Regions from separate parts of the Rattus norvegicus genome. Here region 1 is linked to region 2. The links are chromatin contacts, called in public Hi-C maps. All regions are on one chromosome and are shown on one strand. The core of a region is the stretch at or near the end of the contact, and the rest is flanking DNA. Distances in the headings are between cores, read along the strand shown.

Region 1 (6,413 bases), core at 3,216-5,715, 140 kb before region 2:
CCACCGGGGTCTTTGCAAAACCTAAGTCATGGTCTTAACCAAGGCATTCAATTCTAAATCTCTAGAGTGAGCCTAACCCAGAGGTTTCTGGAACTCTTCCAGACACTATCATGCCATCAAAGCGGGTGTCCGTCGAGTGGCCTGACGTGGCTGGACAGGGTTCAGAGCATGTCTGTCCCCTCTAGACTTCCATTGCTTCCAAGCCCCAAGATAAATGTTTGTGGAAACCAAGCCTACACTCAGTAAATAGAGTAACTTTTTATTCCAAACGTACCTATAGCTTGGCTTTCCGTAACTTTCCTAAGCAAAGGTTAAAGGTTCCAGTACAAAATTTCCCCCAAATCAAGAGCTGGGCAGAGTCCTTTGTAAACAGGTTTTGCAACCTTTGGAAAAGTCAACAAAAACAACACTTGGTTTCCTAGAACCATAGTGGCCGAGAGCAGGTCTGGGGTCTGAGAGCAGAGCTGACCTCAGCGGCTGCAGCTGGGACGGTGACGTGAATACCGGAGGAGAGCGCCTTCTCTGTAGCACAGTCCAGTGGCCCTGCCTGCAGGTCAGCAGTGGGCGACCACAGTTTCACCTGCCTCCAGGGATGGACTTTGCGGCTGCCCTTCAGAAGAAGAACTCCCAGGCTCCAACAGCCCCAGGACAAGGCCAGCATCCACACAGGTCTCTGAATCAACAGAAAGCCAAGCAGGATATTCTGTGTGGGTGTGGGGTCAGTCCACGGGGACATTAACATATGAGTTTTCAGGCTGGAGAGATGGCTGGGCTGTGAAGAGCACGGACTGTTCTGCCAAAGGACCTGGGGTTCCCGGCACCCACATGGCAGCACACAAATGCCTGTAACTCCAGTCCCAGGGAATCCAACTCCTTACTCAGACACACATGCAGGAAAAACACTAATTCTAATTCACCTAAAATACAAAATAAATACATTATTTTAAAAGACCATGTTTTAAAAAGTCAGTTTACTCAGGAACACTTTTAGTTTATACACATTTTACCACAATAAACATTAAGGGAAAAAAATCACCAATAATTTCAAAAGAAGCAGGAAATTCATCATCCAGATACTGAGTCTCAGGGCTGGATTAATCCTGGATTTAGTGAGGCATCTCCCCCTTGTGGCTCTGAGAGTTGGGACCCAGAATCTCTGTGGTGCTGGCAATGTGGGCACAGGCTCTAGGGTACTGGTGTTGGGGACCAGGTTCCCCCAAGGGTGCTGGCAATTGGGGATCTTGGGGACTCAGACTTCCTGGGGTGCTGGCAATTGGGGACTCAGGCTCCCTGGAGTACTGGTGTTGGGGACCAGGCTCCCCCGGGGTGCTAGCAATTGGGGACTCAGGCTCCCTGGGTATGCTAACGATGAGATTCTAGATTGCCAGGGCAGATGGTGGTGGTTTCTAAACTGATACAGAAAAGAGCAGAGTCTGCTCCTAAGAATACTTTCCATTCCAGAAATAAGACCTAGTGTAGTGGTAGGGAAGGGTCGAACCCTAAAACACAGACAGGAGCCAGTCTGATACAACTCACAGCAGGGTCTTCTATTCTATTCCAGCTGACTTGGGTCACCCCAGAGCACCGCTGTCACGCAGGATGGTTTTAGTGGGGGGGCAGGGAGCCCCAAATATCTATTGGGGCAAGGCTTTACGGTAAGGAGCAAGGCGGGTTTGAGTGTGCAGGCATCTAATTGGGGAGTTCCTGTGGCCTTTAACATAATTGGCTGGTGCTGGGAGTCCTATCATAAACTTAATTTCTACTCCCCTCTGTCTTGGTGGTCGTTAGGCAGAGGGTGGGCTTTGTTGTTGGGGATTAGCCTACAGACTGGAGCTAGGCTCTGGTTTTATTGGGAGTCAACTTGGAAATGGATGCTAGGTACCAGCCTGTTAGTTTGCCTGAGTTCAAACTTAGGTCAGGTTCTCTAAAATGGAGTCTGAACCTAACATAAATAAATAAATAAATAAATAAATAAATAAATAAATAAATAAATAAAATAAAATAAAATAAAAATGGCCTCTCACTGGCAAATGGCAGAGGGAGAAAAGACTTTGCCCCGGAGGGAGGGTGGCTTCCACAGAGACCATGCCCCTCTTGGTGCTAAGGAACCTGAGCCCCAGATGTCTTCCGTGGTTTTATATCCTGGATGGTTTGGGGAAGCTGATTCTAGAGTGGACCTGCTGTCTATCACCCTATGCCTAAAGAGTGGGTGAGCCAGGAGGTCAAACATAGCAGGCCTGCGCTTCTCTCCTCAGCTCTGAGCAGTATGGCAACACCTCTGGGAATTTGCTCCCCATGCCTGGGCCTCGATTTCATCCAAAGAATTCACTTAAAGTGGTCCTAGGTGGCAGGGGAAGACAGAGGACAAAATCCTTCGGGGGGGGGGGGTGGTGACCAGGTGATATTAGCCCAGAACTGTCAGAAATAGCTGAGGCCAGAGATGCCGAGTCTGAGCGTTTAGGGCCGGTGATGGTTCTTCTTGGGTCAAAGACTCTATCTGGAATAAACTGAGAACTAAGTGGCTGGGCACACCTGTGGGGGACTTTTCCCTTGGTTGGATCTTTTCCAAGTGGGAAGACCCACTTTTAATCCAGGCCACGTGTTCTGCCGGCAGCCTATGTAAAGGACGCAGGAGACGGAAGCTTGTTCACTTTGCTGTTTAGCCTCACTCTGGCTGGCAAGCCAGTCCCTCGGCTGGAATGTCTCCCTCTTCAGGAGCCTGGTGTACATCGAACAGCAGCTGAGACATCCAGCCCTGGATACTGAACGGCGTTTGGATCCTGGTCCTGGACCGAAGACAGCCATTATCAGACCAGAAGGGCCTGTCTGTAAGCTACTCTGATAAATTCTACATATACAATACGATTAAAAGGAACATTTTTTTTAAAAAGCCAAAGAAAAAGCACAAGAAACATACACAGATGGGGAGGCCCACACAGAGGCACCATAAAAACACAAAATCTGAGGCCATAATGTATAATCAAAAGGCCCGTGAGGTAAGAAAGAAATGCCCAGCTGGAGCATCATGTGACCAAAAAAATCCCCCCAAAAGTCAACAAACAAACAAACAAACAAACCCTCCAAAAATACCATTGAGTTGGTTTTTTTTTTTTTCTTTTTTCTTTTTTTCCGGAGCTGGGGACCGAACCCAGGGCCTTGCACTTGCTAGGCAAGCGCTCTACCACTGAGCTAAATCCCCAACTCCTCATTGAGCTGGTTTTGTGTTGGCCATCTACTGGGTGTAGGACCTGTCTTTAAGTGTGGTTTGTACACCTACTGGGACTCCGTTGGGGAAAACTCACTTTTCCTTTGAGAGCAATTGCCAACTAGAGATAACTTCTGGGTTCCTGGTGGTGCTTGTGTCTACCTCCCCTCCCAGCGCTGGAAGCCATCTAGCTTAGACCTGCATGCTGCCACGTCTCTGAGTTCACACGTGAGTCTGTCCCACTGTATCGAGAAGGCCCAGTTTCTTTGTTGTCTTGTGTCCCCTCGGGCTCTTACAGATTCCCCACCTCTTCTTCCTCAGAGCTCCCTGAGTGCTGACCAGAAGGATTTGGATCCCTATTCTCAAGCTGCTGTTCTTGGTTTTAACAGTTGTTAATGGTGTGTAAATGTCCACGTGGGATGGATTCCCCACAGACAAATCTCTCCAGCCTTTTCCTAGGAGGCAGCGCAGAGACCTCCAGACTGCCTGTACGTCACCCTGCTTGATCCTAGAAAATTAATTTCCAGCTTAGGTCACTCACTACAGATACAGTTGAATTTGCTTCTCATCCAACTTTTAGAAAACAACTCCACAGTGTTTGTGTTGAAGATAGGGTGCTGCCCTCTCTGTCTCCTTCCCTCTCTATCTTAATAAATAATCGTGTTTATTTATTATTTATTAAAGGTGTCATTCGAGTTTTGCCCCTGCGAGTGTCCTACAGTCAACCAAAGATACAGGCACCAGCGCACTGGTAGAAGGACCCATTGCTCATGATACTTTCATGTACCCCTACTCCCGTGTCCCTGCGAGTGTGGCTCCAGTCACGCCTCCTGGTTTCCTCCCACGTGCCTCAGATCGCACTGTGCGCTCTCACCGAGGCCTCTCACCTGCCCGTCTCCATCATGGGATTTTGCACTGTAAAATCCCCTTCTCTGTTCACTCCATGTGCCCCCTCCCTTGTAAGACTACACATCCCTGTGGTAACCTCCTCCCTACTCAGTGCTGTGTCCAGACCCAGGAAGGCGCCTTGCAGGGAAAGGATCCGACCGATGCAGAGGCCCCTCGGTGTCTACCTCTCCCTAACCATAAAGGCAGGAGGGGAGCACAGTGAGAAGGAGCCTCTTCTGCAAGCCATCAACGCCGGGCGGGGTCCATGGGTCATCTAGACGCTCTATGTGTACTAAGGCACACATTGACCACAGTGCTTCCCGAAGCCCTGGACTTTGGTTACCTGCAGACTTTGCTCTGCCTGAGCCAGCCAGGCTCTGGGTCAGCATGGCTGACTGCATCTCACTGCACCGGGGTTTCATTCTCTCCTTCGTCCTCACCCTCGCCCTGCACCAGGTGGAGCTGTCAGGTAGGCATTTGCTGTTTTGTTCTTTTAAAGAACATTTTCTCTCCCCGCCCCCACCCCGGTTAATTTATTTATTCTTTCACTTTACAACCTGATTGCAGCCCCCCCTTCCTCCCAGTCCGCCCATCACACAGCCCCTCCCCTACCCCTCTTCCCCTTCTCCTCTGAAAAGGGGAAAGGCCCCCTGGGTACCAACCCACTCTGGCACATCAAGTAACTGCAGGGCAAGACATTTTCTTAAGTCAGAGTCTTATTTCTATAGTCCAAGCTGGTCTGGAACTTTCTACAGTTCAGGCTCTCTTCAGCTCTTGGCAATCCCCCACCTCAGTTTCCCACGTGCTAGAACCACAGGAATGAATCACCAGACCTAGCCATCTCATCCTCGGGACACTCAATGCTTCTGTAGATGATCTTGTCTGTAGGGGTCTGAAAGGACAAGCCGTGTTCTCACTCTCCCTCCTGAAAGTCAGTGTGGTAACAGCTGCTGAGAGGAACAGGGGCCTTAACAGGCCAAGTACAGCCTAAGTTGTGCAGGACGAGACCAGGCTGGGAACACCTTAGCCAAAGCTAGGCTGTAGCCTGTCCATGTACATGTCGGGTGTTCTTGTTCTGTGCCAGAGGCTGTGGGGCAGCCAACCCGAGCCTGGATCCATATCGCTCTCTCTACCCTGGAGCGTCGAAGCCTTCTGTGGCACTCCTGGCCCCTCTGAGACTCTGCAGGGCCTTCTGTGTTGTGGTTCCGGGCCACTGATCTTCACTCTCTCTGACTTCCGCACTCCCCCCATCCAGGCCTGACACTCGTCCTCACCAGTCACTCCATGTGGAACGGTTGCTAAACGCCAACTTCCTGTGAGGGTGGAGCCCACACGGGCAAGTTCTATCTGCCCACTCTCCACACGCACCCAAGCCTGAGCACAGAGCTGCTCAGAAAATCACTGTTGTTGGGTTGAGCCTGCCAAGCCTTGTGGTCCACGTCTACACAATCTTAGCCAAATGGGGCTACTTGGCACTTTCCTCAGCGGTATTGGGGGAAAAGATCGCCCAAAAAAGATGGCTTGCATACCTGCCGTCATCCTGTTGACAGTGACTGTGAGCTAGGTGCTCCTGGTGAGCAGGACCGTGTCTCTAAGCCCTGTGATGGCATCACTGTCCCTGAGGTGGACAAAACCTTGTTGCCACATCAATGCCAAACTGTGTGCATCTTCCTGGCAGCCGGTCCTCTCCTCAGACCACTGCTCTAAGTGTCCAAAGTGGCAGCAAGGGTAGGAGGAGCTCAGAGCCCAATTCTATCCTGTGAATGTGCAGGAAGGAAAACTGTGTGGGTCTGAGCTGTGCCTGAAGGAGCGACTTAGCCTACCCTAGTACACCCGGTCCCCAGAGCTGTCTGTCTGTCTGCCTGCCTGCCTGGCCAGGATTCCTTCCTACTGTGGAGAAGCCACTCAATGCCTGCATTCCTGTATTTCTTGTTCACACATGGACACCCTCCACTCTCCATGAAGCCCTTACCTGCTGTGCGTCTGCCCACAGGTGTTGCAAGATTTAAAATTACCAGGGTAGATAACACTGAAGCAAACAATGGTGTTCCTGCCCATGTCCTCCTACTACTGTGTGGACGCTTACCTAGATGATCATGGCTTCTCTGGGCCTGGATCCTCTATCCACAAAATGCCAATGTGTCTGCCCAAATCTTACAAGGGCCATCCACTCACTCAACCAATGGAAAGTACATGCCCAGCTGAGATGTAAGCAGTTGGTCCTGGGGATGCTCAGAGCAGGCCCTGCTGACCAGGGGGGAGCAGCATGCGCTGGCTGAGGCCCTGGGTGAGAGAGGGCTCCTGCTCACACTGTCCTGCC
Region 2 (6,556 bases), core at 2,079-4,578:
GAATTCTCCCGAGTGTGGATTTAGGACGTGTGTCCATCACCGCCATTCCCTTCTTCCCACACTGCAGCTCCTCAGTCCTCCGCAGCCAGCGCTGCCACTCCCGTGTGCTGTCTGTCCATCCAGGTGCCGCCTCATGTGATAGAGCCCTGCTCACTCTCCTTTGTGTCTTTTTATTTCCCTCAGCTTTTGTGATCCAGGGAGATGGGAGTGCTAGGCCCTAGAGTGTGAACATGGGTTTGTTACTTTTGTCTCAGAGTGAACACAATTTTGTTACTTTTGTCTCAGGAGCTTCCCCAGATGCACCCCGGGTGATCCTTTCCTTCTGACTTATTGGACAATCTCCGGCTTGATAGGCCAGGGTCTGCAGAAGAAACCTCCAACAGAGGAGACTGTGAGGAGTGTCCCCAAGGGGCTCAGCGACTTAGAAGAGCTCTGACTATACAAATAGAATGCTTTGATTTTCTTCTACCAGAGCCATTGAAAGATAAGCAAACTTTCATATTTAATGTTTTTTTTAAAAAAGATGTATTTATTTTATTTATATGAGTGCACTGTAGCTGTTTTCAGACACACCAGAAGAGGGCATCAGTTCTCATTACAGATGGTTGTGAGCCACCATGTGGTTGCTGGGATTTGAACTCAGGACCTCTGGAAGAGCAGTCAGTGCTCTTAACCGCTGAGCCATCTCTCCAGCCCCGTATTTAATGTTTTAATTATACTTATTTGTTTATTTGTTTTTGGGGGGTCACCATACACAATATGTGCAGAGGTCAAGGAACAACTTTCAGGGGTCATTCTCTCCTTTTGAGAGAGGAGAAGCTAAAAATCACCCCTGACAGGTAGCCGGATAGGGAAAGGGTCACTGAGAGATAATCAAGATGTCGAACTTCCAGCTCCTTTTCAGTTCTTCTGACCTGAGACAAAAGGCCCTGTGGGTGCTGTGGAGGCAGGGATCCTTTTGGCAGACCAGTCCAGGGTGGTCAGATATGTACAAGGCCTGTCCTAAACATGTTTATCCAAAGCAGTGAGCCTCTCTGCCCCCTTTCTTTGTTTAAACAGACCAGCACAATCAGGGAAGGGGAATTTGCCCTGTGCTACCAAAACAATGGAACAATGTATAAGATCCAGGTCACCCCAGGGGATTTAGCTATCCGTGTCCTCTCTGTTTTGCAGGGACTCTTTTCTCTCTGTACTTTGCTCTCTGTTTCTGTCTCTGTCTCTCTGTGTTATTTGTGTTTCTGTGTATGTATGTGTCTGCATTCTTCTTCACTTGTAATAAATTCTGTAACTTGTTGCTGCCTTCTGTGTCTGAAACTTTATTTTCCTTTTATAAGTGTTATGTGCACCACAGCTATGAAGGACCCAAGGAGGCCAGAGAGAAGCATTTCATCCCCTGGGAATGGAGTTAGAGACAGTTGTGAGGCACCATGTGGGTGCTGGGAACTGACCCTAGGTCCTCTGCAAGAGCAGCAAATGCTCTTAACCGCTGAATCGTCTTAAGTACCCTGCCTTTTAATTCTGGTAAATTCTCACATTCTCCTAGCAGTAAAGAAGTATGACCTATATACAATAAAATTCACCCAGTTTGCAGTGGCTCTGCTGTGTGAGCCTCTGCAATGTACCTTTCCAATGCCCAGGCGTCTGCCAGCACCCTAGATTTTCCTCATGGATGGTAGGAGGTTTTTCAAGGGCAGCTGTAAACATCAAGGTCCTATCTACAGGGTGCTGTTGTTTCTGCCATCACGAAGGCCGTGCCAGGTATCAGTCACAGTTGAAGTCCCATGGACATTCTGCAGCCTCACCAGGACCTGCCTGGTTTACCTTCCCATCCCTTTATCCTTGTAGCCCCACAGTTCTTTGACTACTGGTGCTTTCTAGGTTTGTGTGTGTGTGTGTGTTTAAAAAAATTATTTATCATATATAAATAAATAAGTAACTGTAGCTGTCTTCAGACGCACCAGAAGAAGATCCCATCACAGATGGTTGTGAACCACCGTGTGGGATTTGAACTCAAGACCTCTGGAAGAGCAGTCAATGCTCTTAACCACTGAGCCATCTCTCCAGCCATCTTGTAGCTTCTTGCTGTCAATGGATCTATGTCTTCCTTACACACAGGAATGTCCCATGGGGCAAACTCTGCCTCTTCTCACCCCTTCTCTTCCCTTCCCTTTTCTTTTCTGGGCTTGGGTTTTGGCGGGGAGGGTATGATGGGCTTTAGGCACTGCAGGCTAGAGTCCTGGAAACCTACACTGTCACCTAAAGAGCAAAGGCTTGTGATCCTACCAATGTTGGTAAGGAGCTACATCAGGATCACAAGCCTCGCCACCAGGCACCCTCAGAGCTGTCCTCTTACGAACATCCACTGAGGTAAGTCTGGGTCTAGGCTCCACTGCTCCAGAGGAGGTCAAGAGCAAAGACACTCATTGTCTTTCCGCTTTTTTCTCCCAGTCAGAACCTCTGATGTCTCATGAGGAGTAAGAGGCCATGTTTGGGGGGGGGGGGTCACATGGTAGACCCAGTGCTTGCTTTTACTTCTCAGCGCACACACACACACACACACACGCGCACACACACACACACACACACGGGAGTCCTGTGACCGTTGAGGCCTTCAGGAAGGGCTCACCATGGCCTAGCGTATCTGAGCTTGGCTGTTCTCCGTGTTGCTCTAGCTGCCATGTAATACCTGCTCACTCGGGGGCTCAGTGGTTGTTAACCACAGAAAGCCACAGACAATGATTTTCTGCCATCTGCTTCATCTGTGGTGGGTTCACCTCATCCTGCGGTCTTCCGCTGGATTCTCAGGGGGCACTGAGGAGCCCTGACAGAGAGTGCTTTTCCATCCCCTCAAGGCAAAACAAAACCACTATACTCCCATCCACCTAAGGGACCATAATGGGGGCGGGGGCGGGGCAGGAAGTATGTTCTTCCTAGAAGTCTGGCCAGAGCATGGAAGCCCCAGTCCCTGCCACAGTCACACCACTGTGCACAGCACTGTTTTTGTGATAAATGCAGTGTCCCATTTAGAGTTCTAGGTCTTACACCCATCTCCCTAGAAACCCAGGTAATAACCTTCCAGAGCATAGGGAAGGGGCAAGAGAGCACTGTCATCAGAAGAGGAGTCTGCCTGGCTTCAGGGACCTTCTCTGAAAAATAATGACCGTCGACATCCTGTGAATTTGTGGGCCATGCCTTGCCCCTCCCCCCGCTTCCCTTCGTCCCAGTTTTGGTCTGGTAAAGCTGCCAGGCCCCGAACAGTGGTAGCAGCTGGGTGTACTTGCTGGGTTTGCACAATTGCAGCTGTGCCCTGTAGCCCTGCCAATGCTACCATCTGGAGGCTAGCAGTGCCCCCTGGTGGCGTCTGCGAACCAAGCATCCCTGGGACCTGGGTACAGAAAACTGGCCGGTCACACTGATCCACCACAGGACCTCAGGGCCTCCAGGCCCTCACAATGTCCAGCCTCCAGCTCAGAGAAGAGAATCTAGATGTAGGGAGCCTGGGGATGTGGGGGAAAAGTCACAGGGGTAGGCAGAGGTTAGGGGATTTCCCACTCCCTTAGTGTCAATGGGACAGAACCAATGAAGTAGCCCTCAGCAGGGCTGAGGAGACACACAAGGGACGTGATCTTCGTGGGAGTCAGATCGTCTGACCAGGGATACCTGCACGCCATGCTGTCACCATCCGAGAAGACTACCACGAAGACCACCACGCTATCCGAGAAGACCTTCAGCAGCGCTGGGGCTTCAAACAAAGAATGGAAGATGTTCGGCTCATCCAGGAACAGAACCCCGCCATTATAGATTGATACAAGGATGAGAAGCAGTTGCCCATCTTGGACAAGGCCAAGTTCCTTGTACTTGATCACGTGAATATGAGCGAACTCACCAAGATATTTAGAAGGCACCTGCAGCTCAGTGCTAACCAAGCCTTCTTCCTCATGAGCACAGCAATGGTGAGTGTAGCCACGGCCATCTCTGAAGTGTACCAGAGTGAGAGAGATGAAGATGGCTTCCTGTACATGGTCTATGCCTCCCAGGAGACACTCGGAACAACACTGGCTGTGTAAGACTAGGACAATGTCTAATGTTTGTTAAGCCCTTGCCAAGGCATAAAGGGACGTTACCAGTGGTAACCCACAGATCAGAACGTAAGCACACACATAGGGTATTAGGAACTGTTTCTCAGCCAGAAACTGAGCACCATGCAACTGCATTCGGCTTGGAAACTCATCTAAACAGAGCTATCTTGTGTTCAAACTTTAGAAGTTTAAAAATAAAATACTTTGCATCCTAAAAAAAGAAAAGAAAAGAAGTAGCCCTCAGCAAAAAGGTGTCAAACCCTCTCTGCACAGAGGCGTGTTCCTGCCTGCAGTCCTCCGTGCTTGTAGGGGAAGGCAACGCTACACTCTCTGAGCAGGAGTCCGAACGTGGACTTCTAGTAGGTTACGAACCCATCAGGTGGACTTAGAGATTTCACTCTCAGTGAGTTCATTAGCAGTGGGCTTATGGACACATTGAGTAAGTTCCATGCCTGACAGTGGTGGTGCGTGCACATGCCTTTAATCCTTGCACTCAGAAAGCAGAGGCGGAGGCAAGAGGATATCTGTGAGTTCAAGGCCAGCATGGTCCACAGAGTGAGTTCCAGGACAGCCAGGGCTACACAGAGAAATCCTGTCTCAACCAAAAACAAAACAAAACAAAACAAAAAACCCCAAACAAACAAACAAAAAAACCAAACTCCTATCAGAAACTCATGGTAATCATAGAGTCAGTTAAATCATAGCAAATGACCACAATTCAGTAGACTGACACATGAAGAGCCCTCAGTCCATCCTCATAATGTTTAGAGAAGTGTGAAGACTTCCAATAAGAGCTCTTAAAATTAAGACTGGAGAGATGGCTCAGTGGTTAAGAGCACTAGCTACTCTTCCAAAGGACCCAGGGGTTCAATCCCAAGCACCCGCATGGCAGTCTCAACTGTCTGTTACGAGGGTGAGGGGGATGACATCCTCATGCAGACACACATGCACGCAGAACACCAGTGTTAATAAAAAAATTAAAAGGTGAAAAAAAAAGAGCTTTCAAAATTAAAACATATCTGTAGAAAGTCTGGGTCAAGGCTCAGTGACGGGGCTTTCCTCTCTGGACTAGAAGTCCCCAAATCATCCCACTGGTGGGTCCTCAGCTCCCTAGGTGCTGTCAAGCTCTTCACTAAAAGGAGGCCTTGTACACACAGGAGAGTGCTCCCATCCCTGGGACAGAGTACCTTCTTATTTCAGGGTGAAGGCAGAGACTGACTGCTGACTGCCTTGGGAGGGAGAGGGAGAGAGGGAGGGAAGGAGGGAGGGAGGGAGGGAGGGAGGGAGGGAGGGAGGGAGGGAGGGAGGGAGGGAGAAGAGGAGCCAGGGAAGGAGGGAGGGAGAGAGGGAGGGAGAAGAGGAGCCAGGGAAGGAGGGAGGGAGGGAGACATATTCTCCTCACTGCTTTTCTCTCCTGTCTCCTTGACTGTCCTAGGCTACTTGAATGTTTTGTCACATTGTATCACCACTGAAGTAGCAATCCTTCAGGGTGGCCTTGACACATAATAGAAGAACCTGTCCTTCTCTGGCTAAGAGTTAGTGTCACAGAAGGGTTGTTAGCTGATGTTAAATGTTGCCGATGAAACTGTTGATGGTACAGCTTCCTTGTAAGTACTCCTTTTGCTGTTGAGAGGTCCTGCCCCCTAGTGGTCAGCTGTGAGAGTGTAGTTTCTCCTTTGCACGGGCCTGTGCCACAGCTAATGCAGGTCCTGTGCTTTGCATTAGAGGTTTGCTGTGATTGCTATGAAAGTCCTTTCTTTGGCTGTCTAAGCAAGCCGTATGACTGGCTCACTTGGTGAGCAGGCTGGGAGAGATCTTCCTAAGATGCCTTCCCTCATGATGCAACATTAGGCTCAATAAAATGTTTTTGTCAAGTGCTCTCTTTTGTTTGCTTTTAGTAGAGCTGGCTGAGCTAATAACAGGAAAAAAGAGCACCAGAAGCAGTGACAGGAGAATGAGTGGTGACCAACAGGCCAGAACAGTGACATTTGCTCAGACAACTACATAAGGGTAACAGCGCCGACAACAGGATTCTGGTACATAGGCCTGGTAGCTGTGATTCTCATCACTGCCAAGGGCTAAGGGGCAGGATCTATGACACTTGTAGAGTTAAGGGTTCTTTATATCCCAGGCCTGCACAAGAGCTGTTTACATTTCTCGCTTTAGGGACAAGAGACCCGGCACCCACACAAGAGTTGTAACACTAAAGGGTTTCACCTGCTGCTCCTGCTTGCCTGCTGCTGTCGAGTGCTGAAGTATACCACAGCTGCCAAAGACTAGCACGAGGAGTTTCTTGTCTGCCCACAGTTCCCTTGCAGGTAGAGCAAAAGGGCCCCAGTCAGAAGCTTAGAAATAGTCCTGCTGGGGTTGGGGATTTAGCTCAGTGGTAGAATGCTTGCCACTGGTTTGGTTCCCAGCTCCGAAAAAAAAAGAAATAGTCCTGCCTCCAGAGTAGGCATGTGAGTTCTTTAAACCGA

Evidence for each region. Hi-C and Micro-C count contacts between places; a contact is called where the count stands out from the background.
Region 1: a Hi-C map of liver shows a contact between it and region 2, with 3 times the contacts expected there. The contact joins the promoter of Proz here to the enhancer-like site in region 2. A contact is called at or near these places in 3 of 12 Hi-C or Micro-C datasets (hepatocytes, kidney and liver).

Annotation. Positions count from the first base shown.
Region 1 is chr16:83,163,671-83,170,083 of GRCr8, reverse strand. Proz (protein Z, vitamin K-dependent plasma glycoprotein) reads left to right here and starts at 4,465. Exons shown (of 8, transcript NM_001309433.1): 1 at 4,465-4,562. The coding sequence starts at 4,481.
Region 2 is chr16:83,018,018-83,024,573 of GRCr8, reverse strand. It overlaps the pseudogene Map1lc3b-ps1. Among named protein-coding and RNA genes, the nearest start is that of Grtp1, 14 kb to the left of the region's middle. Within about 2 kb of position 3,328, at least 8 of the 93 cell types and tissues checked have an H3K27ac peak or open chromatin away from gene starts, as enhancers often do. A contact at or near this core is called in liver, where this site is marked.